Regions from separate parts of the Mus musculus genome. Here all the other regions are linked to region 7. Evidence: chromatin contacts called from public HiCAR-type, HiChIP or PLAC-seq and promoter capture Hi-C data. All regions are on one chromosome and are shown on one strand. Each heading gives the region's core, a stretch centred on a gene start, on an enhancer-like site or on the middle of the called end of the contact. The rest is flanking DNA. Distances are from core to core; before and after follow the strand shown.

Region 1 (2,700 bases), core at 100-2,599, 1.8 Mb before region 7:
AATGATATTATATTCCCCTAACATCTGAATATCAATTGTGTTTCCATATCATATTTTCCCCCTGGATAGCCCTGGTCCTCTAGCTTCATGTAGGATTTCCTATGATGTGTCAGTTGTGGGTGGAGATGGACCCCTTCTGGAGGGTGTAAGAAGCAAATGATAGGTTTTAGCGAAAGAATGCCACATACATTATTTTATGAAGATCAGTTTTATGACCGAAATTAGTTTTTATACTTGTCTTGAATAGGTTTAAAGTACGACTTTAACTATTCTTTCTTTTTTTCACCTAGCCTTTCCCCCCATTTTATTGAAAATGGATTTTTTTTTTCGCCTCACATAACATATCCTGATTATGTTTTCCCTTCTCTCCTTCCAGTTCCTCCCCATCTGGGTCCTGCCCCGTTTTGTCTCTCGTTAGAAAACAAACAGGCTTCCAAGGGAAGAAAAGAAAAAAGAAAAAAAAAAAAAGAAAGAAAACTAGCACATCAGTGTTGAACAGAACCAACAGAAGGACAGAATGCATGAGAAGGAACAAGAATCAGAGATACACTTGTTCGCACACTCAGGCGAACACTATAAAATCCCATAAAAAACACTAGTAAACTGGAAGGCAGGCAGGCCCTGGGCATGCTGCCTTAGTCTCAAGAGTTTATAAGAGCATAGAGGGCCTTGATTCTTCGGTGTCCTCCATCCCCCTAGGTTCTTACACTCTTTCTTCCTCCTTTTCTATGGGGCCCCCTGAGTCATTTGGGGAGGGATTTGATGGAGAAGTCCCTTAGGACTGAGTATTCGCAGATGTCTTGGTCTCTGCATAATGTCTGGCTGTTTTCACGTATTAATGTGGCGACGACTATCTTATTGCTGATCCTATCTCTACTACCATCCACAAAACTGTAAAAGCAAATGGACTGTGGGCCTTCATAAGAGTTTCACAGTACCCCTATTTCTGTAAGGCTGAAATTCAAACACCTTTGGTCTAGCCCCACTCTTTAACTGAGGAGTGTAGACCTACGAGCCCCGGGCTTCCTATCTGCTTCTTATTTGCGGGTTGTAGGCTTTAGTGCAAACCAGAACAAAATCTTGGTGTTTCCATAATGTCCATAATGTAAAATAGCAAAAAAAAAAAAAAAAAAGTCAGAGGGGTAGGGAAGGGGGAAGGGAGGAGGAAGAAGGAAAAAGGAAAAAGGTGTTCTGGATATCTGGTTGGTTACTTTTTTGTTATGAAATAAAAATACTCGGGAGATTTGCTTGCCCACACCCAATATGGCGGCAGGAGAACTCGTTCCCGCCAGGTCCGCTTTCACCCAATGTGGTGGAAAGGAGCGCAGTCTCCCGGGCTTTGCCCACACTCAATATGGCGGCCAAGGGACTCGTGTGCTGTCTGTCTACTGCTCAGTTTCCGCCCATTCAACTCCCGGCGTTGAAACGTCAAGAACGTCATTCGAATTCCGTCCGTCGCGTTGCTCTGCACGTCACGGGTGGCGGGAGCGGGAAGGAGTTCGTAATTCGGTTAGTCTGCTCTGGTGAGGAAAGTGCTGTCTATCGCGCAGCTTCCATCCCTCCGTCCGAGCAGCCTCTCGGAGTCCAACCCTTCACATCTGACAGTCGTCTCTGTCCCTTCTTCGCCTCGGAGCTGCTAACTGGTCTCGAACCTCTCAGCACTTCAGCTTCTAGCGGCGATGCATGTGATCAAGCGAGGTGAGGGGTCCGTGGGGATGGGGAGGAGGAGAGGGGACCCGGCTGCGGAGAGCCCAGCGGTCACTATCGCCGGCCCGCCCGACCCGCCCGACCCGCGGCGCCTCGCCGCTTCCCGCGCTTCCCGCCGCGCTTCCCGCCCTGTCTGTCAGCTGGGCCTGTGTCTGCTCAGTCTGTCCCCATTCTCTTGACCTTTGTGTGTTCCCTTTGACTTTGACTTTGTGCTCCCTTCCAGACTCCCTCCAACCCTGTCTGAGATTGTTCCCGAGCACTGTTATTCCTTGCCGCCATCCTCAGAGGTAGCTGCTTTTGGCTCCATTTTTTTAGAAGAGGTTGCAAAGACACGAAAAAGCACCCCAACACCCCCATTCCACCCCAGCTAGTAGTTGGTGAGGTTAGAATTGAAACCCATAGCTCATAATAGCCCTGTGCCTGTCTTTCCTCATTTCTTAAACAAAATAACAGACAAAAGAACCGCGGAGTCGATGATCTGGTGTAGGAGGAAATAAGGAAAAAAAGAAAAGGCAGGACACCACATTTTTTGAACATCTGTCATTTTTCTGGTCTCTTCTGAGGTGGGAGTGTAGTATCATCTCTCCTGCCTCTGCATTTTTGTGGGGAGGTTTTTTTTTTTTTTTTTTTTTTTACATTGTTTGTTCTTGGGACAGGGTTTCTCTGACTGGCCTGGAACTTACTCTGTGTAGATCAGTCTAGCCTCAAACTCACAGAGGGCTGCCTCCTCTATCATAGGTCGATAGACAAAGACTTTTAACCCAAATAGACAAAGACTTAATCCGAGTAGACATGATTAACCACTGAGCAGTCTCTGCAGACCCCAAAGACAATCTCTTAATTGTTTTAAACAGTTTTAAAAGCTGAATATACTTGATTCTTTGGTATTGCCCGCTTAATAACTGCTAATGCTAACTGTGATTTGATTATTTAGATGGCCGCCAAGAGCGAGTTATGTTTGACAAAATTACATCACGAATCCAGAAACTCTGT
Region 2 (2,700 bases), core at 175-2,674, 2.0 Mb before region 7:
GCTGCCTTCCTAAGAATCAGGGTAGTTTGATTTCCCATGGACTTTCTCACTAATCTTATTCTTGTGTCACCCAACCCTGCCTGCTACAGACTGCTTCCCCTTGCCTAACCACAGTGTCACCCACCGCAGGTTCCCTTCATTCTGCCGGCTTCTGCTCTGGGCCTTCTCAAGGCTGAGGGCAGTTATTTTGTCTCTAAGAGATAAAGAACACCAAAACTTGCATGTTCACGGGCGTGTGCACATGTTTAATCATCTCCATCATCGGGAGGTTGCAGCCAGCATCTCTAAGCTAAAGACGTTTGAAAAAGGCTCTCAAACTCAGCAAGTTTAAAGCAGTTTCTGACACCAAAGCTAGATTACAGACCAAGGGAAGGAGACGGACTGAGGGCGGCAGGGAAGATAGAAACAAAATGGGGAGATATGTGTGTGGTAGTCAGAGGCTGAACAACAGGCAGGGCAGGGTAAATGCGAGATCAGGGCCTGGGTACATCTATGTGGTTGGGGGAAGAGCCGGAAGGAGGCGAATGTGGTCGACACTATGGCGAATGTGGAAGACAGTATGGGGAGTTCAGGTGAGGGAGAAGACGTTAAGAGCTCTCAATCATTACCGAAAGCCAGTACTCCAGCTGCCTCTCAAAGTCATGGAAGTTGTCAGTGACTATCGGTATAGTGGCCCTTTCCTTCCTCAGTTTATCCTCAAAATAAAAAAGGCCAGATTGAGTCTGATAGACACAACAGACGTGTTCACTAAATACCCGCTGTTGTATGGGACAGGAATAAAGAGGTTGGCTCAGAAAAATACAGAGAGGGAATGGGGATTCCCCCACCGAGTCCTCAGCAGCAACAGTGTAGCAGCTATGGACTGGCTCCGACCTTCCCGGGTGAGACTTCAGAGGCCTCAGACACCGCCCCCCACCCCCAACCCCAGCCTCACAAATGTCACAACTGCAGAGCAGAGAGCGCGCCTTCTGCAGCCCAGAGGCCCTTTCCTTTCACACACTACTGAACAGCCCCACAACTTCTGAGGGCACCCCACCGCAGAGTCCCAGCCTCACAGCTCAGCGCTTTCCCACTTCCGAGCCTCTCACGGTTCGGATCTCAGTGGTCCCTCGCGGACAGCAGGAGCTCGCGCTGTCCCTCGGATCCCACCCTCAACCCGGCCACCAGCGATCGGGTCGCGGTGGCCGCTGTCCCCGCCCGGCCTGCCGCGCCCGCCCAACTTGCAGTGAACGAAAACCTCCCGCCCTCGGCCTCCCTCCTGCAAACTTCCCGGCTCCCGGGTACCCAGTCCGGGCCAGCTTGAACTCCTCTTCCCAGGACCCCTGCCCGACGGGCTCGACCCGGGCCTCACCTGGTGCCCTCCCCGCGGCGGGGGAGCTGGGGGCGGCGGCGGCGGCTCTGGGCTCAAGAAGGAAGTGAGAACTGGAGGCCGGAGGAAGTGGGGGGGTGGGGGCCGGGCCGGCAGGGCCGGGGCGGGGCGCGGGGGCGGGCCGGCCGGGGCGGGGCGGACTAGGAAGTCGGAGGCCTCCCCCACCCTCCAGCCTCGGGTTTTCTGCAAGCTTTGCCCTCCGCACAGTCCCGCACACCCTGCTTCTCTCCACTCTTCGCCCCGTGAGCCCTGAGACCCCTTGAGTCTGGCCTCTCAAGGTCAGGTCTCCCCGCTTTCACTTGGCATCTCCCCCCCACCCCCCAGCAGGGGCCCTAAGCTAGGCGCTGGGCATTTGTTCTCTTCCTAGTATCTCACTCCCCGCCCCGCAGCCTCCGCGGGAAGGCTGAGAAATGCCTTCCGCTCAGCCCGGGAATCTAGAGGTAGCCGCGGCTGGCTAGGGGTTAGCCGGAATGGGTCAGGCTGGGGCAGTCCCCACCCCTGCCCTGAGCCTTGGGAGAATGCTGGGTGGTGGTGATTCAGCAGTGGGAAGGTCCCAGACCCCTGGGGAGGGTGGGGAGACAGAGGTGGGGGGAGGGCAGCTGCCGTCAGCACCCCGGGAAAAGACGTGATCAGCAGAGATGCAGGCGGAGCCGCGCGGGCCCCCAAAACAGGATGTCGTGTCGTGGTTCCGCACCTCGCAGCTCCGCGGGGCCCTGGGGAGGGGGCGGGGCGTGGGAAGACGTGGGGCTCTTCTTGTTCCCTGATCTCGCCCTGGCGCGCGGCTGTTTGGAGCGGTAGGACCGCGCCCAGGCCTGAGGTCCGGCTTGGGCCCTGGAGACCGGCGAGTGGACGGCCTCGAGGGCGCCCTCTGGTGCTTCTAACCCAGGCCTTGGGCGCAGTTTTCCTGGAGAATCCACAGTCTTGATTCTTTTAACAACTTTCTGGGTGCTCTACCACGTGCAGAGCTCCGCAAGGTACAGTGAAAACAACACAAGATAAACACCCCGTCTTACAGAGGACCTCCAAATAAAGTGGATCAGGTCTGACAGGTAGTTTAATGTTTCCAAGTATCAGTTTTTTGTTTTGTTTTGTTTTGGTAAAATCAACAAAAAAAATTTCTCCACCCAGAGGATGTGAAGATTACAGAATAGGTATCCGTGCTGTGGTACTGTATAGAAAGTCAAGTTAGGACAATCAAACTCAGGCTGGTCAGTGACTGACTAAACGAGTGTTCTCAGATTCCAGAAGCCTGTTCTCATCGCACAGGCAGTTTGTGGACCCCTTACTTCTTCTTTGGCCCTTAGGCAAATTCCTCCCAATGGGAAGAGAAT
Region 3 (2,700 bases), core at 127-2,626, 1.7 Mb before region 7:
GGTGATATCTGCCGTGGAATCTTGAGAGATGCAGAGGGGCGAAGAGATAAAAATGAGAGTTTGTAGGACAAAAGCAAAAGCAAGGCAAACCCCAAACTCCCCCAAATAATGCCAAGGTGGACAAGCGATGACACAGGAGGGAAAGGCAGAAGGCAAAAGCACCAACCTGAATGACAGGAGCCTCTCCTCCGGCCTCACCCACTGAGCAAGCCAGGCAGAAGGGGAAACCGAGTTTCTAGAAGAGACAGAGAAAACTGGTGGGGGTAACGCTGCTAACAGCTCCACCGTCACCACACCCATCCCTGCTTAACCCTCACTGTCTAGGCGTCTCCCATTTCCTTTCTGTCATCTTATGCCTCTACTGCCCAGAGACGTCAGTCATGGCAGTAACGACCATTTACCATATCACCACAGACCCTCCATATTCCAACCAGAGTTAGCTCATACTAGTCTTCATTAATCTTGGCAGAAACCACAGGGGTCAGGCATTAGGAGTCAAGGTTTATGCAGCTATACATCATAGTAGACATTTTGTCAAATATGACAGGCTGCACATATGGTGGTTGTGCAATAGGCAACACAATGCAGCCTAGGTGTGTCATTAGCGACCCCACTCAGGTTCATGTAAGATGTCATTCATTATCCGGAGTACATTGTCTAAGAGTATATGGCCCAGTTATAAGAGTTGCATGTGTGTATATGCATGTTTTTATATATGTATGTACACATATATTGATGTTTTTATATGCAAACTATACTTGTGCACAAATGCATCAATGTAGGCGTGCCCATATGTTCCCCTCTATAAATGTCTATGTACATAACATGCAGGTGTGCTCACCGGTGAACATTTTTGGGGAGCACTCCCTGGGCTCTTCTCTAAGCTGCTCCAAACCTAGTCTCAACTTCCTTTAGGGTGTGGAGTATCTTAAATCCACAGAAATTTCTACATGGATAGCACTCTCCTCAAGCAGGGATCTTCAAGGGGTAAGGGTTTCCCTGAGCTCCCCTCTGGCCTAGGTCACCACCCTGCTTCTCCTGCCCTTGCTAGGACTGTCGTCTCAGCTAGTCCAGGGCACTAGGAAAGTCACTTTCAGAGCCCAGCTTCCACAGGCCAGCATGGGCAGCTCTGCAGGGCTAGGACAAGACAACTCTGATGAAAAGAAGCAGCAGGTGGGTTCGCAAATTCCCGAGTGTGGGGTGCTGATGGGAAGAGGCTCCTTGAATCTGGTGTGGGGATAAAGAGCCCACCTAGGCCGGCCAGGGGTCCCAGTCTCACTCACCTAACCAGGGTCCTCAGCTTTAGTTATGTGCTCCCAGCTTCGCTTTTGCAAGCCTGCAGTCCAAATTTCACTTTCAGTTTCCTCTCAGAGGCAGGTCTAGCAGGAAGAGGGAGGAGCAAGGGGAGGAGTGAGGAGTTGAGTGGCAAGAGGAGGTTAGAGGCAGAGAAGGCGGAGGCTGGGCGGAGACTGGGCAGAGACAGGGCAGAGAGTGGGAGGAGAGAGGTCAGAGGTGCAAGAAACTGACTCCTGGCCACAGGCAGGGAAAAAACTCAGTACCTGTCCTCCTGGGTCTCTCTAAGGCCCCCTTGTCCCCTTTAACAGAATGTAATCTACAGGATATCGATCTTTGACACTGGTCTTTTCTTCTTACCTGGGAGCTTCTGAGAGAAGAGGTCTGAATGGGAGAGGGAGGAGTCACCATCTGTTTCCTACAGGGATGGATAGCTTCCCCCAAGACTGATCCCGCCACCGTCACTGTTTTTTATTAGTATATATTAATTGTACAGAGTACTTGAAGTATACCCATTTCCCACCACTCTGTTGTGTGATTTTGCTCTTTTCAAATAGTTTGGGGCTAGAAATTTATTCTTTATGATGTCAAGGTATGTGTTGTACCAGTGAAGGGAGTTAAGACTTATGGACAATTGATATTGTATTATAACTTGCGCTAAAAACAGCAGTGGAATTTTCCTCGCTATTTATTATATTTAGGAAACAAAACCATTCTGTGATTTGAAATTTCTAGTCCTGTTTAAGAGATCTCTCTTAGTGAAAGGCCGCCAGGCAACATCTACTGTCTAGATTGTGCTGTTGTACTGGGGCTTGGTTCCTGGAGCACAACAGTCCTAGAAAGCAGAATGAAAAAGAGTCAAGCATCCGAAAGGACGAAGACATCTATAAACATCAGAAAACGACTCTGCTTCTACCACGGAAGGTCTGCTGCTATTTCCTGCAGGCAAAGAACTTGGGTCCCAAAATAAGGCAGAGGGTAGAGTCAATGTCTATTTTGCTATTCACCACCAGAGGATGCTCTGTTTCAGTTTACACACTGGATAGAGAGATTAATGCACACCCTAGGGGTGTGCTGATATATACTCTATAATGTGCACACAGGACTACTAACATATTGTACTCAGAGCTGCCTCAGCTCCCACCTTGGTAATTGTTTGAAGACCCCACCTACTGAAGACCCAAACTCCCTTCACTCACAGATAGTACTTTGATATTTCAAACTTCCCTCTCCCTGACAAAATGACCCAAGTCTTTATTTGGGAAGAATTAATGCTATTGATATTATTGTCTAGCACATTATTAGTGTGTTGGTGAAGTGAGATGTTTATACTTTGGGTTTTAATCATATTCTCTACTAACTTGAGTGTGTATTGGCAACCCAAGTTGTCCCTGGTGATATGCAAGT
Region 4 (2,700 bases), core at 153-2,652, 2.0 Mb before region 7:
TCTGAGGTTCTGGGTTTGATATTGTAAAAGTGTACACACACACACCACAAGAAAAAAAAAAAAGGCCAGTGTGATGGGAGATTAACAGAGTGGAGAGAGTGATAGTAGATGACGTCTGACATGTATTTTTATATCAACAGCCTAACCCTTAAGCCAGGCAGCTGTTGGGCAAATCCGTGTTCTGGTCTTCAAAGGGCTCACTCATAACAGGAGCTGGTTTATCACTGTCAGAAGAGGGACTGGGCCTAATCCAGTCTCCTGCCTCCGGTGCCAAGGACAGGGGTAGGGCACGGAGGTTTCGGTAAAGATCTGCTGACAGTACGCTTGAGAAGAGAACAGGAAGTATAGGCTTTGCTAAAGGAAGCCTGGGCGGGGTTCTCTGTTTTTGGGGCACTTATTCTCAAGTCGCTACCATCTCCTCTAACGGAATCAGAGAGATAGGAGAATGAGATGGGAGGAACCATCACGGGCTTTACCCCACAAACCTCAAGAGGGTGGGGCCTGAGAGGTGGGTTGCAAGAGCTACACAAGGGCATAGGATGTAGATCAGGGACGGGCAGGGTGTTAGGAAAGCAGATAGACCTGTTAGGCTACGTACAGGTGACGTTTTACCTACAGTGGGATGGGCATTTCATTCTGCTTTTTGGAACAATTTCTTCTTTAAACACTTGTAGCCTCTAAAGGGCTTGACTAGGGGCTTCCCTTCCCTTCAGTAACCCTCTAGAAAGGGTCAGGGCCACCTAGGAACTAGTCCTTTTGCAGTACTTAGATGTGGCCACCAGGGACCGCTGCGTACGGGAGACCGGAGGCGCGGGTTATTGAGAGGCGGAAGCCGATTGGCTGCGAGGCGCGTCGAAAGGGCGGAGCCTGGGAGTCGGGAGTTGGGGGCTGGGAGCGCGCCCCTTGGCCAAACCTAGCAGGACCATAGTCACCCCAGGCGGCTCCAGGTTTGTCATCCTAGTGCGGAGTTTCTGTCCAACCTGACTTTACAGTGGAGTCCGGAGAGCAGCGCTGCGGCCCGGAGATCCGGACAGGGCAGTAGCTGTCACCGCCGCCGCAGGCCTGAGTTACCTGAGCAACTGCGTGTCAGGGGCCCGCCTGCGGGCGGGCGTTAGAGCTGGAGGCTGGGGTGCGCACGGCAGAGGCCGAGGCCCCATCCTTGTCGCGGGGCCGCGGTCCTGACGACCACCAGCGCAGGCAGGGTCCCCAAGAGACCCCGCCAGTTGCGGGGGGCTCTGGCGGGCGCTCTCCAACAGGTTATTCCGGGATAAGCCGGCTCTGGGGCGGGCCCGGGCTTCGCTGGGGGCCGGGCGGCGCGGGGCGGGCCGGCGGTAGAGCACGCCCCCGCCCACTTCGGGCCCGCCCCGTGCCGCCCTCCCGCCCTCCCGCCCTCCCGGGAGCCGCTGTCCCGGGCCTGGCCCGTGCGCGTCCGCCTGCTGCACCGGGGCACCAGGAGCCGCAGAGGTACCGGACCCGGCGGGGGCGCTGACCTCGGCCTAGGAGTCTTAGGATCCCGGAGACATCCGTGTCTGCTGGGGCCTGTAGGTCGCACGCCGAAGCCCTAGCTGCTGAGGCTCACCGCTGTTTCTCGGGGCGAGGTCAGGTGCCCCCCTTCTCTCCTCTCTTCTCTCCCTCCCCCACCTCAGTGCGGGCGGGAGATTCTGCCCGCCTCCTCCCGCAGGGGTGCAGCAGGCTGCGGAGCTGACAGCGGCCCCGCAGCCACCCTGCTCAAACTCTCCGGAAGCAGATAGAGCTCAGGCCGCCGCCGCAGCCCCGGCGGACCTACAGTTGGACCGGAGACTCCGATCCTTCTGCGTCCAAACTTGGGGCACTTGACCTTCGCTTATCGGAGGAGGTAAGCCCGCAGGTGGCTGGACAGCTGCGGCGCCGCGAGGGCATCTTGCTTTGGAACCGTCGGCTGCACTCCCTGACTCTGGGATTTGCTTCTGGGATCCAAAGGTGTCTACAGCAGGCGCATGTTGACTGAGACCTACCGTCATGGATGTGTGCGCCCGTCTTGCCCTGTGGCTTCTTTGGGGGCTCCTTCTGCATCAGGGCCAGAGTCTCAGCCATAGTCACAGTGAAAAGAATACAGGAGCTAGCTCCGGGGCGACTTCTGAAGAGTCTACCGAAGCAGGTAAAGAAGGCCTTGCGGCGGGCTGGACTGGGCTGGGGGCTTGATTGACTCAAGACTGAGTGGCCCGAAGTGGGCACGTTGGAATCTCCGCACATGTGAGATACACCATAACACTGTGTAGTCTCAGTAGTCCAAGAAGTTCTTTCGTGTAGTAGTCATGCCTAATGTTAGTATTTCCCCAGAGCAACTTTCCTTATCCCTCCTCCGGAAGGTAGTGAGAAGCCTCATGGGGACACCTTGACTTTTTAGATCAGTAAGGTTGAGGCCCCATTCAGGACTTCTTGTCTGGAAGAGTAGCCTTCTCAGATGTTAAAATTCCTTTTAGCCAGTTTTATCACTTGAGGTATAAGGGGGTGTGTGGCAATGGTGGGTTGAGGCCACTCGGGATGGGCAGGGAAGATCAGGGCAGGGCTGGGTCTGTTTTTCTACAGCTTGGTGTTCAGGTGTGCCTTTCTGTTCTAACCACCGTGAGAACCACCGTAGTCCCTCCTTTCCCTTAGGAAATCTGTCTTTTGCTTGTGCCCATGTGAAATATCAAAGCAAGTCCTTAGATGGAATCCTGT
Region 5 (2,700 bases), core at 27-2,526, 1.6 Mb after region 7:
CCCACGAACACGGGCACCACACCTATGCACCACTCTCCAGCTCCAGTTAAGTCTTTGGTGTTTGAACTGTACAGGAGCTGTGGAGGCTTGCGTCCTGGTTATGGTGCAGGTCCTGCTGCAGTCCCAGGAGCAGCTGGTTTAGGAGAGTAAGGTTGCTGTCTCTGTGAGGCAGAGGCAGGGGAGGGAGGTAGTTCCCTTTATATTCTATCACCGCCATCTTGGCCCGATCTTGCTCCTTCCGATTCGGGATCTGTAGCATTCTTGTGTAGTTCCCATTCTGACCTTGGAACCGAGGCGCTAGCACTTTAAACAGCTTTGGGATCAAGTCCTTCTCCTAGATGGGGAGAGTTAATCAGAAAAAATAGTCACAACTGTAGAGGCATTTAACTATAGATTATTCCCAGAGGTAGGGTTCAAAACCATCTTCACAGGCTTTCCCACCACCCATTCAGGTACCAAGTTACACAGAAACACTTACAGGAAGTTATGCGGATGCTCATTTTACCCAAGTCAAATAAGAGAAATACGTGTCTAAGGTAGTTCGCAAGTCTGGTACATAAAAGAATGCCCTGCCTTCAATCTGCCAGGTACCCGGTTCTCTAAGGATTCCTTCCTCACTAGCAGGTAGGGAGCACTCACTGTGAGCCAGAAGTCAGCCATACGCATGGCTCGTTCGTTGGTGTCGCCCAGCTTTCCATAATCGATGAGCTGTGAGGACAAAACACATGGATGCAAGACGAGTCAAGAACCGAGGCGCCCACCTTACTCTTCTGTCTTACCTTCATCCAACCATCCCACCAGCTAAGCTAATTCTGGGCGCTCCTTCCTTCGGAGCCCCAACCAGCCTTCCATTTGCTGCGCAGGAGTGACGCGTTCAGCTGAGTGCCACACGGGAATTCGCTACCGTGGAAAGTTCTCCCAGCGTGGCCCTACTCCCCACACACGGCCAGAGCGGCGGTCTGAGGCTGGACCCGGCGGTGAATAGCTTGGCTCTCACCTTCTCCGCGTAGCCCCTCATCTCGTCCGCGCGTGCCCATGTCGCCTCGATGCGTTCGTGGCGAACTAGGCCCGTGAGCAAGTTCCGCAGCAGATGGATGCGGGACTCCGGACCCAGGCCCAGGCGGCGGTAGACGCGGCCGTGGGAGATAGCGGCAGCCAGCGACAACCTCATGCTCTCACCTCAGCCCCTCCTCTCGGGGGCCCGGAAAGGGAAACTCCGAGCTGTGTGTGCGCGCGCGGGGAGAGGGGGAGCAGAGGGGCGGAGGCACGTCTCAGAGGACGCATGCGCAGTAACTCGGCGCGTGGCTACCGCGTTTGCGCGTGCGCATCAGAGCCTGCCTAGCTGGCAGTCTGAGGGAGGGCGGCCCGACGTGTTGACGTTTCTGGAGCGACGAGCTGGGCGGGCCTCAAGGTCTGCGGTGCTCTGTGGCGAACTGGGATCTCGGCGCCCCCTGCCGGGTTTCTCTTGCACTGCGTCGGCTGGCTGGGGCGTTCTTGGAGGAGGCGCCTTCCGGGCGGAGCATGCCGGGAAAGTGAGTACCTGAGGAGAACTGCGTCAGAGGGGTGGGCCTGTGGTGGAATGTGGCGCTCTTGCCTGAGGAGTTGCAGTCCTGGCTGGTTTTGTGACGATGCCAGTTTAAACCCAGTCTTTATTAGTGATAGTGAGATAAATTATGTCCAGGAAAGCTGCAGGTATTATGTTCTTTTATTGACATAAATAAAAACCTAAGTTAGCACTAAAAGCTAAAGTAATGGACAAATACCTGACATTTAAAAAAAAAAAATTATTCTTTTCTCATACAATATACCCAGACTGCAGCCTCCTCTCCCATCACTCCTCCCAGCCCCCACTCTCCTTTCTCCCCTTTCTCCCCCTAGAAAAGAGCAGACCTCCTAGGGACATCAACCAAAGCACAATAAAACCAGGCACAAGGGGGTGGGGCAAAAAACAAACAAACAACAACAACAACCAACAAAAAAACAAAAACCAGGCACAAACCCTAACATCAAGTGTGGACAAGGAAACTCACTAGGAGGAAAAGAGTCCCAAGAGCAGGCAAAAAAGTCAGAGACATCCCATCTCCCACTATTAGGAGTCCTCCCAAAAAACCAAGCCAACAAACTATAACACATTTGCAGACAACCTAGGGCAGAACCTTGAGGGCTCCATGATTGCCCCTTCTTTGAGCTTCCATAAGCCCTGCTCAGTTGATTCTACAGGCTGTCCTCACCTGTGTTCGACCCCTCTGGCTCCCACAATTATTCTTCCTTGTCTTCTGCTGGGTTTCCCGAGCTCCAAGGGGCGGGACCTTATGTAGGCCTCCAACCCAGGTTCTTTCTCCTCTTAATGTTTGTCAGTGGGCCTCTACATCTCCCATCAGCTGCAAGAGGCAGCCTCTCTGATGACGACTGAGTTAGGCACCAATCTATGAATCTAGCAGAATATCACTAGGAACCATCTCATTGAATTTTTTTTATTTATTTTCGGCACTACAGTTTGGTTCTTCCCTAGGTCTCTGGGTGGATGAATACTTTTTCTTAAAAAAAAAGTTCTGTGTGTTTGTGTGTGTGTGTGTTCCCTTCCATTGCTCAGCATCCTTATGGCTCTTTGAAAACAGTTTTCTGGGAGGAATTGGGTGAAAATATAGTCTAGCTCTAGTATTTAACAAAATGATGATCATATTAGGGCTTATTTAAAAT
Region 6 (2,700 bases), core at 18-2,517, 1.7 Mb before region 7:
GGAAAATGGCCAGAAAATGTTGTCATTATGAACATTTGAGACGTATCCCAAAGTATACTCCGTCAGACAGTGCCACAGGATGCTAGTGTATGTTGAAAGAGGAAGTTCTGCTATGGTAAGCATCAAAACCCAGACTTAAACCAAGAGAAACATCTGTCCCCCTCGGAAAGACTCCAACTGATTAAAAGAAATTGTCAGCTACTACTCCCCAAAGCTGAGGAGGGTAGCTTAAGTAAGTGGTTCTCAACTTGCAGGGCCATGGAGCTTTTTCCTGTGTAGTGCGTGCGTGCGTGCGTGCGTGCGTATATGTGTGTGTGTGTGTGTGTGTGTGTGTGTGTGTCCTGGAAGATACTTAGGAAAAATGCAAGGCTCTCTTCACCTTAAAAAAAATTGAGGCAGGGTCTCACATAGCCCAGGCTAGCCTCTACTGTAACTGATTACGTAGTGGAGGATGGTCTTTAACCGAGCCAAGCTCGGAGAGCTTTTGTTTTGCCTCAATCGGTCTCTGGGTCTCAGGGTCACCATGTGGGCTTAGGTCTCAGTTTCCTTCTCTGAAATGCGAACAACTGTGTATGTACAACAGGGCCTATCGCAGTGTTGTTAGGACTGAGGAAATTAATGTAAGTAGTTTCACAGTTCCTGGCACACAGACTGTAAATGTGAGCCTTTCACTCTCTTCTGGGGACAAGTCATGATTGATCCTCATTCTGATGTGTGGCTCTTGCCCAGAAGTTAGTAGGTGACCCCCAGCGCTGTCAGTTTGGAGAATAAGTTGAACACACCCCAGGATGAGATATAATGATTACTCTCTCTCCTTTTTCCGCCTGACCACTGGTCACTGGGGAGAGATTACTGGGCCAGGGTCTAGGGTTCAGTGGTCAAGGCTTTTGAATGGACCGGGAGGGGTGGATCTGGAGATCGGGCCAGCAAAACACCGGAAACCCTAGATTCGGTCTCCCTGGCCACTCGTTGGTGTGGCTGTGGCGACCTCGGCTTCCGTGGGTGGCACTGGGAGCTTGCTTGCAGGCGGCCACGGCAGGCTTGCGCCAGGTTGCCAAAGCCGGGCCTCCGCGGCGCTCCGCTGGGGCTCGTTAGCGCCGCGGGCTGGCTGTCGCCACAGCGGCCCGCGGGAGCCTGGCGATCTCGTAAACATTAAGTCCCCATGCTCTGACGAGGCCCGTGGGAAGCGGCGGGGTTGAGGGCGGCCGAAGGCTGTGAGCTGGGAGCGCGGTGCCTGGTGGCTCTGTCACCAGGACCCGGGCGCCCGAGGCTTGTGCGTGCCGCCGCGTGGGGGCGCCCGAGTCCACGGAACGAGCCTGTAGGGTGAGCGCGAAACTGGAAGACACCCGTGCGCTCAGTTTCCTCCACGACCAAACATCGTTCCCGATTCTTCTCTCTAAGCTTTTAAAATAAACTCGATAAACTTGGAACCAGGCGGGGGCTGATGGAGCAGTAGGGAAAGCTGATGTTGGGTGAACATGCCCGGGCACCTCACTTTTTCAGCTTTATTTATTACTTGGCAGCAGGCTGTGTTTCTCAATGCTCAGCTGTGTTCTAGCTTAAATCCAGTTAATCTTTCTCTTCTCCTTACCAAGGGAAAATTAAAATTAGGATGTCAAAAGATCACATATTAGGGTGTGGAGGCACGTGCTTGCAATGCAGAGGTGGAGGTAGATCAGAAGTTCAAAGTCAACCCTGACTACACAGCAAGTTTGATACTAGCCTGGGATACAGGAGATCTGGCATCAATAAACAAGCAAAACCAAACCAAAACCAACCAACTAAACGACCCCCACCGCTGACAAAACAACAACCAAATCAACAAGAAACAAAAGCCCAACCTCTACACCCCTTCTCCCCCCTTCCCTCCTCCAGTCTTTAAACCTGTATTTGGCATTGTTAGCCCCATCAGAGAACCCAGGCCTACTTGGGATGGCCATGACTCTGAAAAGGGGCTAAATTCTCTGGAACTCACTTGCTAGGATCAACACTCATAGGGTAGTGCTTCCTGTGTCTTTCTGTTCTCTACAGTGCAGGGTGTGGATCTACCGCAGAGCTGTCCCTCTCCCCCCAGTTCGGTGTCTTTGTCCCTTCGGACTAGAAAGCAATAGTGCTACAAGCTAATCTCAGACCTGAAGTCCACCACGCAGGGATTTCAATGTCTGTGCTTCTGTCAGACTGGGTTGGGGAGGGATAATGTCTGTCTGAGGATAGCACCTCGTCTGCTCTGCTGGCCACGACAAACCCAGTGGCTCACTATCATTCATCTCTCACAGTTTTGGAGGCTGAGTATTTCAAGACTCGGGTGCTGGCAGATTAAATGCCTGGTGAGCGCCCTATTCTGAGTTTGCAGAAAAAGAGGAAGTTACTGGTCTGTGGGAACAGTAGAAGTGAGACTCAGGCATTTATTGTGGAGCTGGGCAAGGCTCCTTTCCTGAGCCACCAGCTCCAGTTGCCTGACTTCAGTTTACTGGAGGCAGGTATCAGGCTGCTCACAGATCAAGGGCAGTAAGCCTTTATTGATCTGGAGGTGGGGTAGAATAATGCTTGCTAATTTCCCATTGCTCATGGGCACAGTGGAGGTGCTTTCCTTCCTGGGTACAATCTGGCCTGAGGGTTTGCAGGCTTACAGTTCCAACTGAAACCAGAACTGCTGAGCAGTTCATTGCCATGTACAGGGATAGTAGCCTCAGGTTTGGT
Region 7 (2,700 bases), core at 9-2,508:
CTGGGAGAAATATGCATGTCACATCACCCTGTCTCAAAACCAAATAAACCTTACCCTTGTATGTTAGACATTGAGCGTCCCATCTTCTCTGCTCTGTTTTTCTATGATTCTTAAGAATGCTTGCACCAGCCAGGCGTGGTGGCACACACCTTTAATCCTAGCACTTGGGAGGCAGAGGCAGGCGGATTTCTGAGTTTGAGGCCAGGCTGGTCTACAAAGTGAGTTCCAGGACAGCCAGGGCTACAGAGAAACCCTGTCTTGAAAAACCAGAAAAAAAAAAAAAAAAAAAAAGGAATGCTTGCACCATGTTTTCCCATCCTCACTCCAAACATCTATTCCTGACTTGACTTTTCATTTTGTGTTTTAAGTTTTTCGAGGCAAAAACACTCTGTAGCCCAGGCTGGTTTAAATTTATGAGTAATCCTCCTGCCTCAGTCTCCTAATGCTGAATTACAATTGTGAGTCAGCCCAGTTCACAGGCTCATGCAGGTAAGGCAAACAATTTACTGCTGAGCCACTTCCTACTCCACCCCCAGCTCCTCCCCAAAGTCTTTCCCCCTCCCCCCATCTTCTGAGATCAGTTGGGTTGTCAGTCTCCCAAACCAGGAAGTTTGGCATTCTTTTCTTTTCACAGTAGCCCTGCCTTTAATAACTTACAGTCTAGGGGTTAGAGAGGTGGCTCAGTGGTTAAGAGCACCGACTGCTTTTCCTGAGTAGTTCAGTTCAATTCCCAGCAATCACATGGTGGCTCACAACCATCTGTAATAGGAATTCGATGCCCTTTTCTGATGTGTCTGAAGACAGCAACAGTGTACTTATATACATAAAATAAATAAATAAATCTTAAAAACAAACAAACAAACAAAAAACCCAAAACCCTTACAGTCCAGTTCCAGTCCAGTTCAGTTTGCATATGTAAATGTATAAGTACTTCAGTATAAAAGTAGTCTTTTGGTTCCATGCGTTAAAATTAGAGATACACACAGGTAATTTAAAGTTGGCAGATTTTTGTAATCCATCAAATGCAGTCACCTTTTAATTGTATGGCTAGACCTTTTATTCTTTAGACATTTCAATATATTGATAGTGAGAACAGGTGTATTAAACACTTGCATACGGTAGAAAGCCTAAGTCTCTAATGATGATGTTCTTAAAGACTGTTCCATAGACTTGTCTAGGGCATCTTCGCATTTCTGACCCGGGGTTTGGTCCCAGCCAGCACAGGGGTCAGCCCCGCCTCCTCCGCCAGGCCCGCCCCTTTTTCCTGGAGTCCGGCTTTAGTACTGGAAGGAGCCGTCTCCTTGGCTGCAAGTCCTCGGCACTGATCCAGGCACGGATTCCAGATTGGTGAGCAAACCCATTTTCTGACCAGTCGTTGCTGTCCCACTGGTGTGTAGAGTCTGTGCTGCCTTACTATTTGTGTTGGGGCTCACGCGTGCAAGAAGAGTTGCGGGACTGCCTCTTTGAGTTTCCTTGAGTTTGGGAAGCATTGGAGAGGCATGTTCGCGGCTAGGAATAGGCAGTATTCCTATAGCCCTAAGCGGGAAACGGGCGTTGAACCTGGATTTTGGAGGCAAAGGCACACTGCTCTGGGAGATTCCCGTTCGGAGTCCCGAGTGGATTCAGAGGTCAACATCTCCTCCCCCAGCTCCAGGAAGTAGGTTTATTCCCCCCAACCCCCAACCCCCTCCCAAGCAGGCCCGGCTTCTTCCAGGAAGAGTTGGGAGATGAGCTACTCTACCTGCCCCGACCCGGTCTACACCGGCTGCAACCAGTCGGAGCTAGGAGCCCTAGGGCCTCTCCAGAGGAAGCCGAGGCAAGCTGGGCGGAGTTAGGAACAGACCCCAGCCAGGATTTCTGGCCCTCGGAATTAGGCTTCCGGACGTGCTCTGGAGAAGTTTGCCTACCGGGTACTCTTCATCTGCGGACCTTCTCTGGGGGTGCCTACCGCCCCGTTACTCTGCTGAGTCACTTCTGACGGAGGCAGGCCGAGACAGTGAGGTGATTTATTGTGAATAACTTGGCTGAGATAGGGAGCATTGAATTTATGTATTCTAAAAGTATGTATGTAAACTCAATTTTTTTTCAGATATATCCTTCTATAACCCAAGCTACCCTATCGCTAACCATCTTCTTGATTCCAACCCTCTTCTCTGGTGTTACGATTACAGGCCTGAGCTACCGACACAGCAAAGGGACATTTATTTTATCAGTCATTTGAGAAAAATAGGTGTTACAGCTAGTTATGTTGCGTGTGTTTCAGTACAGGACCTGAAAATTGGATGCCGTATGTCCCCAGTCTGTTTATTTAGCCTCTGAGCTTTAACATTAAAAAAAAAAATTTATTTATTATTATACATAAGTACAATGTAGCTGTCTTCAGACACACCAGAAGAGGGCATCAGATCTCATTACTGGTGGTTGTGAGCCACCATGTGCTTGCTGGGGTTTGAACTCAGGACCTTCGGAAGAGCAGTCAGTGCTCTTACCCACTGAGCCGTCTCCTTAACATTTTTTTAATATGTAGCGTGGACAGAGCAATACAATGGGTGGATTCTAGAGTTTTGGTGAACGTTTACTGGGGCAGAGGTCGAAAAACAGCAAACCACCGGGCATGGCAAATTCTCAAACAAGGTTATTATGGGCAAACTCTATGCCTAACTTTTAAAATATGCATTATCAAGCCAGTTTTGGAAATAA

The links. Promoter capture Hi-C pulls out the DNA fragments that hold promoters and counts their contacts. HiCAR-type assays count read pairs that join an accessible place to other places. HiChIP or PLAC-seq counts read pairs in DNA pulled down with a chosen protein or histone mark.
Region 1: a contact with region 7 is called in an H3K27ac HiChIP or PLAC-seq map of embryonic stem cells, with 8 times the contacts expected there. The contact joins the promoter of Rrm1 here to the promoter of Trim6 in region 7. A contact is called at or near these places in 10 of 39 promoter capture datasets (the HPC-7 cell line, cranial neural crest, embryonic stem cells and 3 more) and 6 of 115 datasets of contacts at active chromatin or transcription factors (embryonic stem cells and epiblast stem cells).
Region 2: an H3K27ac HiChIP or PLAC-seq map of embryonic stem cells shows a contact between it and region 7, with 6 times the contacts expected there. The contact joins the promoter of Rhog here to the promoter of Trim6 in region 7. A contact is called at or near these places in 2 of 39 promoter capture datasets (embryonic stem cells and stem cell-derived epiblast-like cells) and 2 of 115 datasets of contacts at active chromatin or transcription factors (both in embryonic stem cells).
Region 3: a promoter capture Hi-C map of liver shows a contact between it and region 7, with 4 times the contacts expected there. The contact joins the promoter of Trim21 here to the promoter of Trim6 in region 7. A contact is called at or near these places in 10 of 39 promoter capture datasets (the 3T3-L1 cell line, 3T3-L1-derived adipocytes, the HPC-7 cell line and 7 more), 1 of 484 Hi-C or Micro-C datasets (B cells) and 1 of 115 datasets of contacts at active chromatin or transcription factors (embryonic stem cells).
Region 4: a contact with region 7 is called in a promoter capture Hi-C map of embryonic stem cells, with 4 times the contacts expected there. The contact joins the promoter of Stim1 here to the promoter of Trim6 in region 7. A contact is called at or near these places in 1 of 39 promoter capture datasets (embryonic stem cells), 1 of 484 Hi-C or Micro-C datasets (embryonic stem cells), 3 of 115 datasets of contacts at active chromatin or transcription factors (all in embryonic stem cells) and 1 of 9 other capture datasets (adipose tissue).
Region 5: a promoter capture Hi-C map of embryonic stem cells shows a contact between it and region 7, with 4 times the contacts expected there. The contact joins the promoter of Mrpl17 here to the promoter of Trim6 in region 7. A contact is called at or near these places in 6 of 39 promoter capture datasets (the 3T3-L1 cell line, cranial neural crest, embryonic stem cells and 2 more) and 1 of 9 other capture datasets (adipose tissue).
Region 6: a contact with region 7 is called in a HiCAR-type map of astrocytes, with 9 times the contacts expected there. The contact joins the enhancer-like site here to the promoter of Trim6 in region 7. A contact is called at or near these places in 6 of 39 promoter capture datasets (cranial neural crest, embryonic stem cells, frontonasal cranial neural crest and 3 more), 1 of 15 datasets of contacts at CTCF or cohesin (stem cell-derived epiblast-like cells), 5 of 484 Hi-C or Micro-C datasets (adipose-derived mesenchymal stem cells, beige adipocytes, cerebral cortex and 2 more), 4 of 115 datasets of contacts at active chromatin or transcription factors (astrocytes, embryonic stem cells, epiblast stem cells and 1 more) and 2 of 9 other capture datasets (adipose tissue and liver).

Annotation. Positions count from the first base shown.
Region 1 is chr7:102,440,346-102,443,045 of GRCm38.p6, forward strand. Rrm1 (ribonucleotide reductase M1) reads left to right here and starts at 1,350. Exons shown (of 19, transcript NM_009103.3): 1 at 1,350-1,698; 2 at 2,642-2,700. The coding sequence starts at 1,680.
Region 2 is chr7:102,248,694-102,251,393 of GRCm38.p6, forward strand. It overlaps Rhog (ras homolog family member G), which reads right to left and starts at 1,425. Exons shown (of 2, transcript NM_019566.3): 1 at 1,352-1,425.
Region 3 is chr7:102,564,106-102,566,805 of GRCm38.p6, forward strand. Trim21 (tripartite motif-containing 21) reads right to left here and starts at 1,377. Exons shown (of 8, transcript NM_009277.4): 1 at 1,284-1,377; 2 at 167-235; 3 at 1-20.
Region 4 is chr7:102,266,417-102,269,116 of GRCm38.p6, forward strand. It overlaps Stim1 (stromal interaction molecule 1), which reads left to right and starts at 1,403. Exons shown (of 12, transcript NM_009287.5): 1 at 1,403-2,137. The coding sequence starts at 1,999.
Region 5 is chr7:105,809,811-105,812,510 of GRCm38.p6, forward strand. It overlaps Mrpl17 (mitochondrial ribosomal protein L17), which reads right to left and starts at 1,277. Exons shown (of 3, transcript NM_025301.2): 1 at 998-1,277; 2 at 640-708; 3 at 1-334. The coding sequence starts at 1,171. The coding sequence ends at 47.
Region 6 is chr7:102,511,989-102,514,688 of GRCm38.p6, forward strand. It overlaps the pseudogene Gm8556. Among named protein-coding and RNA genes, the nearest start is that of Gm38627, 7.9 kb to the left of the region's middle. Within about 2 kb of position 1,268, at least 106 of the 459 cell types and tissues checked have an H3K27ac peak or open chromatin away from gene starts, as enhancers often do. A contact at or near this core is called in astrocytes, beige adipocytes, cerebral cortex and 3 more, where this site is marked.
Region 7 is chr7:104,217,537-104,220,236 of GRCm38.p6, forward strand. It overlaps Trim6 (tripartite motif-containing 6), which reads left to right and starts at 1,259. Exons shown (of 8, transcript NM_001013616.2): 1 at 1,259-1,347.